Linked DNA regions of Gossypium hirsutum: region 1 is linked to region 2. Evidence: chromatin contacts called from public Hi-C data. All regions are on one chromosome and are shown on one strand. The core of a region is the stretch at or near the end of the contact, and the rest is flanking DNA. Distances in the headings are between cores, read along the strand shown.

Region 1 (2,700 bases), core at 186-2,685, 960 kb before region 2:
CATGGCCTTACGCTTTCTAACAAAGATATTACCAATAACATTTCTATTCCAAACATGGATCAGGTGAGTGAATTTGTCCAAATTTGTAGTAATACCTTCTTAGCTCTTAAGATTCTCCCACCACATTTTAAAAATCTGGATGTAAAAGCTAGCTAGCTAGGAAGTGAAATAGTCTTACTCCATTATTAGTCTTTGTTGAAGATTCTGAGACAACAAAAGGTTGATGGTCTGATTTTAGTTTATACAAATGGCGAACAATGGTGTTAGGCGCAAAGGAATGCCAAAAATCATTACAAAGAGATCTATCCAGTCTCTTAAATAAATTGCCTCTATTCCATGTAAAATAAGGTCCCTGAAATCTCAAATCATATAAACCATTATCAAAGACAAAGGATCTGAAATGGCTACAACTATTTTTTCGCATATTAGACTCTCATTTCTGCTCATGACCCCTTAAGATAGCATTAAAATCTCCCGCAATCAACCAAAGTTCTTGCACTATAGTCGAGATTTGACTTAGTTTAACCCATAATTGAGCCCTTGAACTGCGATGAAGGCTAGCATAAATAGTAGAAAAAAAAAAGAGATATGCATATAAACAAACTAAGAGTGAAGATTCAAAATTTCCACACCAAAATCATCATTCCAGAGAATCCACAAACCTCCCACGGAACTAGAAGCTTCCACTCTGAATGAATTATCAAAACCAAATTTTGCGATAACTATATCCACCTTACATCCACTTATCCTAGTTTCGAAAATAGCAACAATATTTGGCCGAACCTCATTCTTATATTTCTTCATGAAACTATGAAAGCAGGGGTGACCACACCCTTGAGCATTCCAAAAAAATAAATGTAAGTCTGGAACCATCACCCACAAAATAAAAAAAAAATTGTAAAAAAAATATCTATCATCTCAGGAATTCACAACATTTATAGAAGGCCTAGTCTTTGACCCAATCACATAAGAAATTCCTCCTTTCATACTAGTGTCTTTTTCGACCTCTTTCGACAATCCATGTATAATTTCCTCCATGGCTGCTACTATCGGAACAATTGAAAAATCATCAACAAAATCAATAATCCAAGTACATCTCTCTCTTTCGCCAGAAGCTTTGTTAATAACCTCCATCGATCTTTGACCAAAGTTTTCCCCCAAATTCCAGTTCACAATTGCATTATAATTTCAGCTTTGTATCTCTAAATCTATTGAACTACCTGGTTTGTTCACAATTTTGATGGCAACATTTCTATTAGAATTTAAGACAAACCTTGTTGATTATAATTGGAAAGAATCCAAATCCTTTTCTAAAACCACAGGCCCCATATTTGATCTATCATCAAAAGGATTACTTTTCTACCCAGCAGAACCCATTTTATTAAAAGGCTTGAGGATATTAGAGTTGGCTTTAGCCCACCACCTATTCAGACCTCTTTCCCTTTTGCTTTAGTAAACCCACTACTTGAACCTCTAGGTTTATTAGCCACTCCTGCCTTATCGGACTTCTTAACCATCTTGGTAGCCTCCAAATCTTCTTCTCTTAAACTCACGTCTCCAATCTTGCCTTCTAGACCACCAAAATTGTAACAGCCCAATTAAGATCCTAAACAGAACAGTGGTTTCGGGACCATGAATTCGAGTCAAAAAATATTTAAAAATTATTTTCTGTGTTTATTTTGTGTGAATTTATATCTTTGAAATTTTCGTGATTTAATTTGATCATTTAGGTGTTCGATTAAATAAAAGGACTCAATCGCGTAAGATAAAAATTTAGTGGTTAAATGTGAAAGTACTTAATTGCTATTGTCTTTATTAATGGAAACACCTATAATGCAAATACACCTTTACATACTTGCATGGACACATTCGGCTATTAGAAAGCAATTTATACATAATAATAAGTAAGGGTAAAATAGTAACTTATGTAATAAAATGTTATAATATAAAGTATATTATAAAATAATAAGACAAATCATAATGTGTTCATACTTTCTACTAGCCGAATATCAAAATAACCAAAGAAAAAGAAAAAGAAATAGGGTTCGGCCATCTTGCAAGCTAAATTCAAGATCAAGAAATAAAGAAATAGGATTTGGACCGGGGAAAAACGAAAGTTGTCGACTAGCAGCCCCGTCCCATTTTACGACATCCGAGGTAAGTTTATAAGCAAAAAGACTTGTTTATTTGGTAATTAAATGTTATATTTATATGCTGTTATGAAATGTAGAATTTTAATATGCTATGGCCGAAAATGATTAAATTTGACTACTACACTTCCGAGTTCGATTCGACCGAGTTATGACGTTCGAAAGCCCCGTATGAACCTTAGGAATAGTTAGGATACATATGTCATGACACAGGATTTCAATATATGTGTGCGAGTAAGACCATGGCATCGATATGTGATTCCGATATGTGTTTACGAGTAAGACCCTATCTGGGACAGTGACATCGATATGTGGTTACATGTAAGACTACGTCTGGGACGTTGGCATTGTACGATTTATGTGATTAACCAAGTGTCCTATCCAACTCCGAATGGTTCATCGGGCAAAGATAAGTTGTATTCGAGTGTGTAAAACGAGCTAAATGACCAGGTATGAATTAGCTTGAGGTTTATTTAAAATAAGGTAAGTGTGTAAATTGATACTCATTACAAATTGTGTGTACTACAAATGAGGATTATTTGTGAACTAG
Region 2 (2,700 bases), core at 45-2,544:
CAAACATCATCATACTTATTCCATATTAGATAACTCGGCCATGTAAAATGTTGTGATATCATCAACCAGATTAAGAAAAATGAAAGTCAAAACCTCACCTCAAAGTCACTTGAAAGTTCCTCATCCAAAGACTTAAGGAGATCTTCCCCATAAGCTTCACGATAAGTTTTACGAATCAAATTGCGCTGAGCTGCATTCCTGTGAGCCAATATGTCGATAATCAATTGCTCATTTGTACCCCATCCTGCAAAACACCAGCAAAAATTAATGTGAGTAATCAATTTTTACACCCAAAATAGCACAAATCTAAACATTATTTCATACCCATAAATGATGGTCTTGCAGCAAACAAAAGCTAGATTACTATACAAGATCCCAATGATTTGTTTCGCAAAGGTGAATCTGATGAAACTAGGAATATAATCCAAGTCCCAAGTACCCTTCTAACCTTACTTCAAATCAAGCCAAAATTCATTCAGAAATGTTTGGTTCAACAATCCCCTTCCCATGTAATCCCAAAATTACAATGGTCATTCAAAGTGCAGAGATGGTGATAAAATACAGTCAGTTTAAGAAAACAACAGTTATCAGATCAGATCAGAAAATACATTATCAGAGTTCAGTCAAATTTCATTCTTAGAATTTTTTTAAAAAAAAAAAGATCCCTTTGAATAAGAAGAAAAAAAAAACCCTTTAGTCTCATCAAATCACATCACCTACTTCCAGAAATCATAACACAAAAGACAGATAACAAAACATGAAAGATGAAACCAGGAAAGAAGAGAGCCGATCAGTCAAAGTAAATAAAACCCATGATCCAAAACAATGTATCAGGTCAACAACAACAAATCAAGTAAAAGGGAGCATCTTCACTTTTTAAAAGAAAAAAAAAGAGAGACGGATCAAATATCCATTTTAGAAAAGATAAAGAAAGACCTTCAAAAGCTTTACGAAGTTGCTCAGCATCCTCAGAAGGGGCAGGTACATGAGCTGGAACCTTAAGGGTTGCCATTTTCACTGTATTTTTTCTTTTCTTTTTTGTGAAGAATAGCAGACGATGGTGATGAGGAAAATTGGCTAAGGTACTTTATATAGTGCATAGAAAATAATTTTATTGGCAAAAAATAAAGTACTAATCACATGGAAATTTCCGCCATTCTTTTCAACTTTCATCACTTTTGAGGCAATAATACGTAACGACAGAACAAGATATTATTGTAATAGAGCGATGGTTCTTACCTGTGATCATAAAACAGTAGACGTGTTGGAGGATTGTTGGGTGTTAAAGCCAAACTGCTCACGTTTTCAAACGTTCACATCTGATAATGTAATCGTCACCAAACTTCATTTAAATTCTAAATTTTAAAATATTTCAATCTAATCCTCAATTTAGGTGTTTAATAGCAATTCGAATATAATGTCAAACATACTTAAAATACGTTTGAGTTAAATTGTAAAGTATATGTACCCATCACATGAATAGCATGAATCTAATATATTAAAGTAGACAACATCAACAAAATTTAAGAGAGCTATTTTTTCTTTAACATGTAAATTCTAAATTATTCATCTAATAGGTATATACTTGCTAACAATTTTATCATATGTATGCTCCATGTTGAGTTTAAGATGATATTAAATGACAAACTTAATGAAAGGGAATTTTTGTAATATTAATATTTTTAAAATTTAATTAAAATATTTTAAAAACTAGATCATAGATTAAACTCTTTAAAATTCTAAACATTTCTATACAACTCACTATATAAGAATAATTAACTTATTAAGTAAACTATTAAAACAGTTATTTTTGTTTCTTTAAATTATATTTTTATTATTTATATTTAAAATGTTACGTTTTAGTCATTTACATTAACGTGTTGTAACATTTTAGACACTAAACCGTTAATTATCATTAACGGTGTAACGGTAAGCTGATGTGGCACTTTAAATCATCATTTCAAACAAAAATTTTAAGTTAAATTAAACAATTGATTCCCATATATTTTTTTTGTTTTTGAGCACAAAAAATTATTTTATGTTTTTTATTTTTCATTCTCTTCTGCTTCTCCTTCTATTTTCCTCCATTCTTCATCTCCTTTAACATAAAAGGAAAAAAATTAAATTGCTCAAAACGGAAAAAATATAAAGACCAATTGTATAATTTAACCTAAAATTTTCGTTTCAAATGATAATTTAATGTGCCACCTCAGCTTATTGTTACACTGTTAACGGAAATTAATGCTCGATGACTAAAATGTTACAACACAATAACGTAAATGACTAAAATATAATATTTCAAATATAAATAACTAAAATATAACATGAGAGAAATAAAAATGATTATTTTAATAATTTACCCAACGCATTTATTGTCTTTAATAAAAATAAAAGAAAAATGTTAGTCAACATCCGGATTTGTGTTTAAGAATCAATTTAAAAATTAGTCTTTTTATTTTTCAATTTTCAAAATTAAGGTCTAATATTAACATTGTTAAATTATTTTGGTTAAATTTGTTGATGACATTTTAAAATTAAAAAAAATCACTTTGTAGCAATATAATTAAAAGAATGACGTTGTAATGAATTTAAATAATTTTAACAATTATCTTAAATTTTGAAATCTAAAAAGTAAAAAGACTAAATTCTTAGAAATAAAAGTATAATGATTAAATTCTAAACTTATAAAAAACACAAGAA

What was found. Hi-C and Micro-C count contacts between places; a contact is called where the count stands out from the background.
Region 1: a contact with region 2 is called in a Hi-C map of leaf, with 2.2 times the contacts expected there. The contact joins the enhancer-like site here to the promoter of LOC107898581 in region 2. A contact is called at or near these places in 2 of 34 Hi-C or Micro-C datasets (both in leaf).

Annotation. Positions count from the first base shown.
Region 1 is chrA11:48,077,421-48,080,120 of Gossypium_hirsutum_v2.1, reverse strand. No RefSeq gene overlaps it. Among protein-coding and RNA genes, the nearest start is that of LOC107897318, 8.4 kb to the left of the region's middle. Within about 2 kb of position 1,435, at least 6 of the 9 cell types and tissues checked have an H3K27ac peak or open chromatin away from gene starts, as enhancers often do. A contact at or near this core is called in leaf, where this site is marked.
Region 2 is chrA11:47,112,903-47,115,602 of Gossypium_hirsutum_v2.1, reverse strand. LOC107898581 (annexin D2) reads right to left here and starts at 1,294. Exons shown (of 5, transcript XM_016824087.2): 1 at 937-1,294; 2 at 99-244. The coding sequence starts at 1,012.